Linked DNA regions of Mus musculus: region 2 is linked to region 1. A link is a contact called in public HiChIP or PLAC-seq data. All regions are on one chromosome and are shown on one strand. The core of a region is the stretch at or near the end of the contact, and the rest is flanking DNA. Distances in the headings are between cores, read along the strand shown. Region 1 has its middle 41 kb from the start of Vav3. Region 2 overlaps Vav3 (vav 3 oncogene).

What was found. HiChIP or PLAC-seq counts read pairs in DNA pulled down with a chosen protein or histone mark.
Region 2: an H3K27ac HiChIP or PLAC-seq map of stem cell-derived neural progenitor cells shows a contact between it and region 1, with 2.4 times the contacts expected there. The contact joins two enhancer-like sites. A contact is called at or near these places in 10 of 484 Hi-C or Micro-C datasets (the AML12 cell line, CD4 T cells, the N1E-115 cell line and 6 more), 3 of 115 datasets of contacts at active chromatin or transcription factors (differentiating embryonic stem cells, fibro-adipogenic progenitors and stem cell-derived neural progenitor cells) and 3 of 9 other capture datasets (adipose tissue, liver and pancreatic islet).

Annotation. Positions count from the first base shown.
Region 1 is chr3:109,296,827-109,302,711 of GRCm38.p6, forward strand. No RefSeq gene overlaps it. Among named protein-coding and RNA genes, the nearest start is that of Vav3, 41 kb to the right of the region's middle. Within about 2 kb of position 2,590, at least 20 of the 459 cell types and tissues checked have an H3K27ac peak or open chromatin away from gene starts, as enhancers often do. A contact at or near this core is called in neural progenitor cells and stem cell-derived neural progenitor cells, where this site is marked.
Region 2 is chr3:109,484,973-109,491,555 of GRCm38.p6, forward strand. All of the region lies in intron 2 of Vav3 (vav 3 oncogene), which reads left to right. Among named protein-coding and RNA genes, the nearest start is that of Vav3, 150 kb to the left of the region's middle. Within about 2 kb of position 4,044, at least 15 of the 459 cell types and tissues checked have an H3K27ac peak or open chromatin away from gene starts, as enhancers often do. A contact at or near this core is called in neural progenitor cells and stem cell-derived neural progenitor cells, where this site is marked.

The DNA of each region.
Region 1 (5,885 bases), core at 1,340-3,839:
GCTCTGAACTTTGTCTCTGTAACTCCTTCCATGGCATTTTGTCCCCCATTCTAAGAAGGAACGAAGCATCAACACTTTGGTCTTCCTTCTTCTTGAGTTTCATGTGTTAAAATGCCACTCTTAATACAGCAAACATTGATGGCACAAAGACACAAGAAATGGTACTCGTTAGTCCAAGCTTCTAGCTATTTGTATTCCCATAGGACATGTGTATGCATAGGTTTGATATAAGTCGATCTATCGTCTTCTTGATTTCAATGCATATTGAGATGCTCAGAAGGAAACATCACTTGGAGATGTGGGAGGTTCTAGGTCCATTTTATCAATTGGTAGTCAAACCATGACTCGAAGAGATCTTTTCACCCTCAACTTCTTTCAAAGCTGAACTTTTAGAGAGAGTTATGATCTAACTAGTATGAACAGAGCACCATTTGAAGAAACTTTAAAACAAAAATAAAAGAAATTAGGTATCTATAAGTGGCAAGCATTTCTATGTCTGTGGTACTCATTTCTAAATCAGAGCAGCAGTAAAAAGACCACACCTGTGAATAGCTTCAGGCATCCATGCTAGCTGTGGAACATTAGCCTTGAAATGCTTCTTTAATTGTTTATTTGCTCAAGAAAATTCAGTATTTAATTCAACCTCTATTTCCTCTAATATTGGACTCTTCAAATATCAGTTGATTTTGAAAAGTTGATTTGTGTCTATCTTAAGACAATTTTCAAAACACAAGAAAATCAAGAAGAATGAAGACCAAAGTATGGATACTTCGTTCCTCCTTAGAATAGGGAACAAAACACCCATGTTAGGAGTTACAAAGTTTGTAGCTAAGACAAAAGTATGGACCATCCAGAGACTACCTCACCCGGGGATCCATCCCATAGTCAGCCACCAAACCCAGACCCTATTTCATATGACAGCAAGATTTTGCTGAAAAGACCCTGATATAGCTGTCTCGAGTAAGGCTATGCCAGTGCCTGGCAAATACAGAAGTGGATGCTCACAGTCATCTATAAGATGGAACACAGGGCCCCCAATGGAGAAGCTAGAGAAAGTACCCAAGGAGCTGAAGGGGTCTGCAACCCTATAGGTGGAACAACAATATGAACTAACCAGTACCCTCAGAGCTCATGTCTCTAGCTGCATATGTAGCAGAAGATGGCCTAGTCAGTCATCATTGGGAATAGAGGCCCCTTGGTCTTGCAAACTTTATATGCCCCAGTATAGGGGAATGCCAGGGCCAAGAAGTGGGAGTGGGTGGGTAGGGGAGCAGGACAGGGGGAGGTATAGGGAGCTTTCGGGATAACATTTGAAATGTAAATAAAGAAAATATCTAATAAAAAAGACGATAGGACAAGCCTATGGTAAGTATTCTCTTTGTTTATATTTTCAAAATACTCTTGTTTAGAAGCAAGTGTGTTCAGAATCTATGTAGGTGAAGGTACTCAATGATTCGTTATGCAGGCTTGTGACAGCGTCAACATTCAAATTGTGCTCTATTTATTATGTACCATAACTCACTTTGGGATTCTTTTTGAGTTCCTGATAATTGCTTGAATAGTATTGATGACTGCATGTTATCAGCTGGTTTGATTCTTGATGATCAACTACATATGCTCAGACATGAGATAATAATCTGCTTCCCCACATGTTTTACTTTCTTGATGGAGTTGTTGCTGTCCACGTGGTTCCATGGGAGGCTGGGAAAGATCTTAGGAGGGACCAAAATCCAGATTCCTTGATAGCCATTCACATACTCCATCCCTCATTTTGTGCTCCAGCTTCATTTGGTCATCAGCCATTCATTAATTCTAGAGTTCTATGTATTGACTCTTGACCTTATAGGACTCACATCCAGAACTTACTATGAATTATTAGTGGACTAAGTGTGAGCTTACAAAACAGTTATAATGCCTTGCACTGGGATTTCTTTGGACTCGATACACTGAAGTCAGAGGATGGATAATCTTGTGTTCATGTATACGTATAAAATACTAGGCTTTTCTCTAACCTCAGAGCAGCATGAAGCAAAAAGGCCCTGGCATCATATCTGGTGCTTTTGCCTTTGATACCTTTGCCGATCTGGAAATGGGCCATCAGTCTGCTCAGTCATGAGAGCAGTAAATCAGGCTTACCCTAAGCATCTCTTTCCTGAAGGGCAGCAGAGCCAAGAGCCAGCTTGTCTCTCCCTCCAAGTGTCATCCCCCAGCTTAGGGCACAAGGAGACGGGATGCTGGCCTCAAAGCCTCATTCTGTCTGTTGAGAGGCACGGGCTAGAGTATGGCGGCTGCCAAGTACACTGCAGGGACCTTTGCTTTGTTTGGCTCCTGGTCAAGCATCAGTGAAACAACAGGTTTAAAATGAGCAATGGGCTTCCCCGGACTCATGGAGCTCGTCAGCAGCAGGGAGTACAGGCAGCAACCAACTTCTAGGTCAACAATCCGTTTCCCAAGCCAATCTGGGACCCCAAGCATGGGTGCTTTATTGATTCCTATCTAGATTAATCTAAAGCTTTAAACAGTATCTTCCCCCCGCCCCCCTCTTCCTGCCTTCATGCCCAGTGGATGGATCACTTAATTAATATTCAGACTCAGTGTCACAGGCTGGTCTTTCCTCAGCAGGACTGAAACCTGAGATGGCAGAATAGGTCAGGGCATTACTGTGATTTCATTCTTGGCAGCAGCTGTGAAGGAACACTGTGAAGGAAATACAAGAGAGTGTACGTGTGTGTACGTATGTGCACATGCATGGGTATGTACATGCATGCCTGTGTGTGTGTGTGGTGGGGTGCTGAGGTAGACATCTCACATTGCAATGTATGCTCAAGGCTCTACAGTTTTAGTTGCTTCAGCAGACTTGTGCCTGCTTCTGTTACCCTCTTTAAGGAATTCTGGCCCTGTATCAACACCATGCTGTTTTTTGGTCTATAAGCTTGTGTTATGCAGATCTAAACCTAAGGAGATAAAAATTACTTCCCTAGAGCATAGATAATGAGCTCTGGAGGTTTGTTATCTGGGTACACATACAAAAAATGTTTGACCATTAAAAATGATTACAGGGCAGCAGAGATATCTCAGTGGTTAGAAGCACTGAGAGATAGATAGCTCAGAGGTTAGGAGACTGAGAGATAGCTCAGTGGTTAAGGAGCATTGAGAGATAGCCCAGTGGTTAGGAGCACTGACTGCTCTAGAGAATCCAGATTTGATTCCCAGCACCCACACGGTGACTGAAACTACATGTGACTCCAGGAATGAAGTGCTCTCTTCTGACCCCTGCGGTCATCAAGCCAAGCTTGCCTGTGGTACAAACATGCATGCAGGCAAACACCAATAGATTAAAATAAAAAGACAACCCACCATCAACAACAAAAGATTTCAAATAAAGCCCCTCTCAAAGACTGAAATGCCATACAAACAATTCAAATGTCTACTTGTGAGAAGATCAATGATTTCTAAATGCAAACAAGCAGCTGAATAAAGTTAGGAAATCAGCTCATGAGCTGGTTGAGAAAGGCAACAACATAAGTAAAAGAAAGACAGTAGCATAGATGAGATCCTGAAAACAAACAGACAAGCAGGAATATTTATAGAAAAAACACAATGGTCAAATGCAAAAATAGTGGAAAGTGTTAACAACAGGCTAAATAAAGGAAAAGAAAGAATGTTAGAGATGGCAGATATGGCAAGTAAATACTGCATTTAGGTATTAAAGAAAAGACAAAACAAGACAAAAAGCCAATAAGGAGACCACACGTTTAAGAACTCTAGGACAAGATCAAGAGAGCAGAGCTAAAAATTCATGGGCTACAAACAGTCCCAAGGTAGAAATTAAAGGCAAGCATTTTGAGATGTAAGGATAGGCTAGAACTTTTAAAAAGGACTCTAATAGCTTAGAAAATAAACAATAGTAAGATTTGCCAAACAGCAAGGAGTAAAATTACAGAGCTTCTGCAGAGCAAAGAAAATTATTTAGCAGTGTTGGGACATCTTTTAGAATGGGAGAGAATCTTTGCCAACTACACATCGAATAGGGATTAATATCTACGATCTGTACAACACTCAAAATAGTAGTACACACACACACTACAAAACAAAATAAAAGAAAAAGCATGCCCCCTCAAAACCAAACTAGTCAATAAACAAGCACGTGAATTGAAAAGACAGTTCTTAAAGGAAGAAATACCAGTGGCAAGGGAATATTAGAAAAAGACTTCAACATTTTCATCAAAAATAGTCACAGAAATCAATAAAAGTGCAAATTGAATTGCTTTGAGATTCCATTCCATGCTGGTTAGATTGTCTATCATCAGAACAAATGACAGCAAATGCTGGAAAGGATGCTGGAAAAGATGGACCTTCATGTGTTTCTGGTGGGAATACAAACTTGTGTAGATAGTATGGAAACTAGGATGGATATTTTTCAAACTACTGGAAATAGAACTACTATAGGACCCAGCAACATTACCCTTGTGGACATACATTCAAAGCTGTATGATTCACAAAGCTAAGAAATGGAGCCAGCCTAGATGTCCATCAATAGATGAATAAGTAAAGAAAATAGGTAACATATACACAGTGGAATCTCACTTGGGCTTACAGAACAATGAAGGTACCGCATTTTCAGCCAAACAGATGGAATGAGAAATTGTTCTGTGAAAATAAACCAGATTCAGAGAGATATATACTATGTGTTTTTTATCTGATATGTAAATCCCAGATTTTAATTTGTAAATGTGTGCATACATGCACGGAGATGTAGGTAATGAAACTAGAATGGGATTGTATCAATGGAAGGAAATGGGTCTGCAGAGGCAGCTCAGAGAGATGGCTCAGGCAGATAACATGAATACAGTTCCCAGCACGCACAGGACCTGAGTTCAATTCCCAGCACATATATAGTGCTGCACAACCACATAGAACTCCAGTTTTAAGAGCTCCAGTGTCTTCTTCTGGCCTCTCCCTGCACCCAGCATGCATATGATCCACAAATGTACATCCAGATAAAGCACACATACACATTAAATAAAAACAAATACATTCTTTTTAAAAAAAAAAAAAAGTCTATTAAAAAGACAGGAAGAAGAGATCTTGGCAGGGTATTTTAATGCATATGACATGAAAGCAGAGGGGACTATTGGAAGGAAGATGGAAGCCAGAAGGGCTGGGGGATCAATAAGAACAAAGAATGTCTGAAAATGTTATCTTGAAACCCATTGCTCTGTAAGCTAATTTTAAAAAAGTGGACAAAAGCACAAACAAAGAAGAAGAAACAAAAGACAAGAAAGTTAGACTTTGTCAGGGGGAATGGGTCACAAAAGAGAGACAAACACGTTTTCTCTCACTTGCAGAAACTGGGTATTTTAATAAATATTACACAACATGGAAGCTGGAGGGGTCTGTTTGGGAGGAAAAGGAAACAGGCGGTTGGAGAAGAGAGAATGAGGTTGTGTAATGGGTTTAGGAAAAAAATGTCTGTTTTGTAGCCACCAACATAATAAAGTATTGGTATAAATGTCATTGAGGATACTGAAACCACCAGGGACAAATATTGCTAGAAAACAGAATCTAGGACTTCAAAGCACTGAGATGCAAAATGCCTTAAAATTACAAAGGGGAGATGGCACATTATTTGCAGTACTTATAGTTTTTGCAAACTACTTGAGCCAAGAGATAAAAATCAGCATGCTCACTGTGAGGCTAACAACCTTAGGTATCTGATGTGACCTTGACAAAGTGAGGAAGCATCCAGACAAACTAACATGTAGGAAATGTCCTAAATGGCTGATGCAGACTCTTGAAAATATGCCCGGTATCACAAAGATCAGATATATAGCTAAGACCTTTCTGAGATGAAGGAAATGAGCTGAAGGTCTATAACAGCCCAC
Region 2 (6,583 bases), core at 2,794-5,293, 190 kb after region 1:
TCATCCAAGGTGAATCAGCCTATGACATAAAAAATTATGTGAGAAAAAAAAGTGGCCAACTCTACCCATTTAGTGCAGTTGTGTGATGTGCTCCCTCCCCTCAGAACCGCAGCCTGAGCTAGGAGCTACTTGTCTATGTCCTCTGAGGGGATGATTTTCTCTGATCCAGTTCTTGGTAAATACTCAGATTCTAAGGGAAATTCAGATGATCCTGGATTATCCTCAGAGCAGCTAGTGACTAAATGTGTTCCCTACTCATTGGAACATATCTGAGATTCAGATAAAAAGAAGCCTTCGGGGGGGGGGGGGGTCACAAGAAAACATCTCCCTGAGGATTTAAAGGTCACAGGCGACAGAGTTTTAAAGCTACAGATATTGTCATGCTATTTCCGAAATATCTCTGTGTACAGTTCAGGGACAGTTACTTCAAAGGGGAAAATCCAAGATGTGGAAGAGAAGAGACCTCAGAGAGCATCAATTAACTGATGCTTTTAGCATAAGTCAAATCCAAGAGAATTTCAAAAAAGCTGATTAAATGTAATCTGTGAAGTTGAAAGTAAGAGTTGGTGTGATTAGGTCTGGTTCCAGCCATGGCTGACACCAAGAAAAGTGAAAACAGAAAAAAGACAGCAGATCAAACTGGTGTCCATGAAAATCCTGTTTTATTAGTATCCAGACAGATGCTGACTGGATTGTCTGAGTGTTCCAGTGACATTTATGGATGGGGGGGGGGGGAGGGTAGGCAATAAATGCGTCCTATGTGGAGGGGTAGTTTTCTCCTCCTTATAGGGGTTGGCACCACATTCTCAGATCTCTGTAGCCCTCCTCTGGTTCTACTGCAGAGAAAATCTGGGGTGCTGAGTTCATTGTATGGGGTCTTTCTGGGTTTCCTGCCTCTTTCCTTTGTTCCCTCACCCCCCCCCCCGTCTGTGTGTGTCTGTCTCTGTCTCTGTTCCTCTGTCGTTGTATGTGCTGTTTCTGTCACTGTGTCTGTGTCTGTCTGTCTGTCTGTCTGTCTGTCTGTCTCTCTCTCTCTCTCTGTGTCTGTGTGGTGTGGTGCTGAGGTGTATGAACTCAGGTCCTCACATTCGCTCATGCAGCGCTTCACCCCCTGAGCTGTGTCTGCAGCCTTACACCGAGCTTGGGCTGTCACATTCATTTGATGTCTTCAGCCCAGTCTTTTTGTCTCTGAGGACATGGTTTCCTTTTCTATCACAATCCGAGCACCATAAGGCCTCATCTAGGCTCTTCTTTCAGAACAGCAGCCACACATGACCACTGTGCTCAAGATGTAGCTGGTATGAATTGAGATGAACCATGACTACTTATTGCATGTAAGATTTTGAGCATTGATTATGGAAAAACAACCATGTAAACTGGCTTCAGTTTCATAGCAATGTCCTGTTGGAATAATAGTTCACATATATCTAATAAATGTGTGCAAAACACTAATTTTTAATGGTTTTCTAATGAAGCTTTTTAAAAATTTTAAGTTATGTGCATGCCTTATATATTTGTGCTGACGTAGCTTTGGAGTGGAGGCTACATAATAGTGAATTGGTTTACCTGCATTTTAAATGGGCATTTTCAATCAGGTTCTAGAATGACCAGTGTTAGCAAGCCATCTTTTGCTGGTGTCATTTTATTCTTGTCCAGCCTGTCATCTCTTCTGCAGACCTTTGGTTCCTTACTCTCTCTTAGGTGCCCTGCGGCAGAGACAAGGTGAGGTGTCTCAGTTGTAAATCAATGCCACATTCTTCTCCACTGTGGCACCCCGCCACTCTGGCATTGCCTTTCCTTTTTGGCAGACACCATGCTGTTCTTTAAGGTGGCCATAGTCATGGGTCTCCCTGCTCAGTTGTACGACTTGTCCTCACCTGTATGATGTGTGGGGCAGCTAGGAACATGCATTAAAATTCCCCAAGTCCTTTTAGCCATACAGAACCCCTCCCCCCATTTCTGTAAGTTCACATCAACACCTGTGACCAGAAAGGAAGGCAGGCCATGCCCCTGGGAAGTGAGCTTGCTAGTTAGCAGTGGCTCCCTGGTAGCTGGTAAGGACATTGCCCACCACAGCCTCCGTAGCTCTCCTGCAGCCCTGCTGGGCTCGAGCCTGGAGGGAAATCACATTCCTTCCCTGATGTTCAACTTAATTCTTGTTGCTGAACTAATTTAAAACTGCTCCATACTCTTTGTTGCTTGTCTCTATCCCTAGCTTAAAGGCAGGGTGTACATCTTATAGGTATCACATTTGCAGAATGGCTTCTTTTATAGCTGTGAATTGACAGTTGAGTTTCTTATTCAGACTATGCTCCCAGGCCTTTGGACGGGGTGATGGAACACTGTATAGAACGTGTTTCTCACAGTCCCTCAGTCGGCGTGAGAACATTGGTGCTGTTGTTCTAGGTGTGCTTCCTTCCACCTATCTTGTAATAGGAAGCATTTAATTTTGAATGCCCTTGTGTAAATTATAGCATGGAGAATATTATACTCCTTCCTAGTCCAAAGCAATGGTTGTCAATCTGTGCGTCACAACCCCTTTAGGGGGTCAAATCACCCTTTTACAGGGATTGCTTAAGATCATCAGAAAACACAGGTATTTACATTATGATTCATAACAAAGTTAGGTTAGTAGCAAAATTACAGTTATGAGGTAGCAATGAAGTAATTCTGTAGTTGGAGATCACCACACCTATATTAAAGGGCCACCGCATTAAGGAGGTTGAGAAGCAGTGTTCTAAAGGTAGGATTCTGGGACCTGCTTGGAGCACCGTAAACAGTGTGTTGAGTCTGGCCTAGTGTGGCAAATGTCAGAGGAGTAGGAGGGTGGGCTGGAGCGGCAGAGGGTGTAGGGACCCTAGAGTGTGCTTCTCAGCAGTTGTAGCTCTTTTTAAGGGGGCTACAGTTGAACATTCAGGTGGGAGGTGGGGTTATCACAATGACTGTTGGAAATATCGTTCAACCTCTGTGGTAGCCAGGCAGAGGGTGAAGTTAATGAGAGATGAGCTAGAAGTCAAAGATAAGCTGGTAGTTATTCTAGCAGAAGAAATGAGACAGGGGGCCTTTAGCAAGGCAGAGGCGCAGGGAGTCAGGAGGGACTTGGATCGGAGGGCAGTTCACTGAACAGATTGACAAGGCTTAAACATGGGGAAGGCTTCTGGAAAAATCTTTTGATTGTCCAGCTATTGGAGGGAGGAGAGTGGGGCTTGGAGGGTCACAGAGAGAGGAGATAGGTTCTAAGGGAAGGCGCTTCTCTTTAGGAGTCAGTGGAGGTCTAGGGCCATGGCTGGCGAGGCAGTGGGCAGAACCGTAGCTGCACAGAAGCATCTCCTGAGACAAGATTGCTTCATCTTACCTGCACAACAGACTTGGGTTGCACATACGAAAGGGAGCCAAGTTACTGTTCCATGTCCACTAAGTGCGAGGTGGATGCTGAATTTGAACGAAGAAAGTCTTCCTCCCAATCTGCTTACAGACTGTGTGCCTAGGGCACACTCTTCCTAAAGGAGGTAGTTACCCTTGATAAGTTCAATTTTGGTGGTTCAAAAAGGAAAAATACTTTTTATCTGTGACTGTCCCTGAAGTCAGTACATGATGTAAATTAGACCCATTAAAGCTTTACAAACGCACCATTCTCAAGAACAATGGAAACCCGTTTCCTGTGGTTTATAATCTGGATCAGAATGGATGCTTCTCTCTCTCCTCTGGCTATTATTTCTTTGCTTGGTCCATGGAGATGAGGCCAGGAGTGGTTTTTTTTCTCCAGTGTTCAAGGAAATCTCTGAAACATGTGGCTGGAAGTGACGTTGAGCTGCAGTGTATTCTAATGGGGTAATTTACTGTGTGAAATTGGAATGGCAAAGGAAATTAATGTAATGAGTTCTTTTGATTTCCTAGGAGACTGAAGGTGAAATATATTGCTAATCTGCAACTCACCATCTGGCTGGGTTTTGAACTGGGCCTCGTTGTCAAGAATCTGGAGTTAAGGGTAGCATTTAGTTCCCTTGGCTGCCTTTAGATCACAGCTGGCCTCTCTTTCAGTGCCAGTGCTTTTGTGTGAATCTCCCAGAGCAACACCCCGAAGCCCCTGTTCCCAGTTACCTCTTTTAGACCCTGTGTTTGTCTCTATTCCATAGGGCATTCGCTCTGAGCCTGCAGGGGCCTTGATGCCACACCTGGGTCTCAGGCCACAGCTGCTCACTTGAGCTGTGGGGCTTTGACACTCTATAGCCCTTGTAAGCCACTAAGTTAATTTTGCACTCATGGACCAAACCTGAAATCCCTGATTGCCCCTGCATAGCTAACCCCTCTGCAAAAGTCACTGCTCCAGGAATTCTTATTCAAACCAGCTATTAGATCAGAGAGAGAATACTTTAGAAAAATCAGGAAGGTACATTCACAAATAGTACTTGTTTTTGGTTGCTATGCATGTTGGACCCCATGGTTTCTTTTAGCTATTTGTATTCTAGATTACTATGTCTCTCTTAACTCAAGACCATCCAAGAGCTTCGTCAGTTGCTCCTGCAGAAATGGCTTGTTGCTTCAGTTGCAAGTTACAACAGTGACACTAATGTGCCAGTAAGTAAAGAGTGCTATCTCCTGAAGAGAATAGTTTAAAAATTGGAGCTTGTCTCTATTCAGTATTGCATTTTGCTTCGTGTAATAGTTATTAAAGTGACAAACTGACTGGTCAAGTAGCTCTGGCCAATGAAGAGTCGTTGTCAAACAGAAGAAGGGGCAGGGACCTCATCTGCTGTTTTGCTGGCTTTAGGGTTGAGAATCTGGGCACCTCTTTCCCTACTGTTAACTTTTCACATGAGGCCCTTATTAACGTCTTCATTACTTGTGCTAGGCTAGCCCTTTACACATTCTTGCCTGTGTAATCCAGGATCTTCACAGTGATGTTTGTAGGGCAAATATTCCTCTTTCACTCACGGGGCCAGCAGAATAGTTTATGTCCAGTGACTCTTATGAGAATCAAAGCAGGAGAAAGCAGTTTGGGTCACCTGTCCTGACTGTTCTTTATTGCTGGAAAGCAAAGTCATTATCAGTGGAATGCCTGGCTGCGTTCTCACAAGAGTGTCTAAGTTCATGTAAGCAGTTTAAAGAACGCCCCTCTTTCTTTCTCTCCTGGACAGGTACCCACTTTACCATCCTTCCGGCAACAGAACCCGCATGTAACTGAGTGTGCGTTTGGTGAGGATGCTGAGTGCTGACTTGGTATCAGAGCGTCATAGCTACTTACTCATGGGGATAATGGCAAAATCACTAGACTCTTGATGTATGCTGGAGTGTCACACGGCATTAAGATGAATAAAGTGCATTTATGCATGATGGCACGGCTGTGATTGATGGCTAGTGACAAAGCATGACCCTGCACACTTTAGAAAAATCTTAGAAAGGTTTTAAAAACAGCTTTATAATAGTCCTCTCTATTTTTGAGGCAGGATCCTACTTCATAATCTATACTCCTTTACAACTGATTAGCTTAAAAAAAAACAACCTTGAGTTCTTTTGAGAAAAAAAAATTAGAAACTGATTTTGAAAATGTTATAGAACTGATAAGTGCCAGGACAGGACTATAGCCACCGTCTAAGAGAGGACACATGAGATTCAGGTTGGGATGGGAGCAGAACACAGAGAGAAGGCACCTTGGGCTCCAGCTGCCTTGTGGAACTCTGGTGACACTTGAGCAGAGCTGCCTGGTGCTTTGATCTCTGGTTTCCAGTTGTGCATCTGAGTGGACACTCCTTCATTACCTAGTCTGAGCCTGCTGTCCCTCCTGAGCCCGCATGGTGGTCAGCCAGGGCGCCCAAGGACATCTCACCTCTTATGGTCTCACCGTGGCTGTCTCAGAGCACTCTTGGACCATTGAGAAAATCCCTGTGTGACTGACTTTTGGCTATTGTCTGCTCCCCATGGCTTCCTGTCCCCTCTGTTCACCCTTTCACTAATGCCATTCATTAGCCCTGTTCTCTGCTCGCCTATGTTCTCACTGACCCTGTTGCTTCTGGGATGCAATCTCCAGTTTAAAGTGGTAATGAGAAGCCGTGCCTACTTCTCTCACCTTCCTCACACAGTAGGTCTAATTAATGTCAGCCCAAATAAAATCTTGACTTCTTTACACACGTGTTTCCTTTCCCGTGGGGATAGAGGATGTGGGCAGGAAAGGTTGGTCAGGACGGGGAGTCACAGTAGCTCGCTGTTGCTAAGTCCTTACTGCCTTACCCACCTTTCTGGAAACTGACGTCCACAATCTCTTGTTTTGAAGTATCCATTTAAAAATCAACATATTTCATGGAACATAGGCTTTTTAGTGTCTTTCGGTATTTTTTTTGTTGTTGTTGTTTTATTTTATTTTATAAATATTCTTGTCTGTATGCTTCAGAAGGGCAGGGAATTCATAGAGGGGATTTGAGGATCTGGCATTGATCTGTGTCTTTGTCTGTTCACAGTCTGTAAACATCGTCTTTATAGAATAGATGTTGTTCTAAAAATACCACATTGACCAAGCAGCCTTTATTTGTTTTGACTAAATTTAGTATTAGTATTAGAATGATGAAGAGAACAGACATAAAAGTGA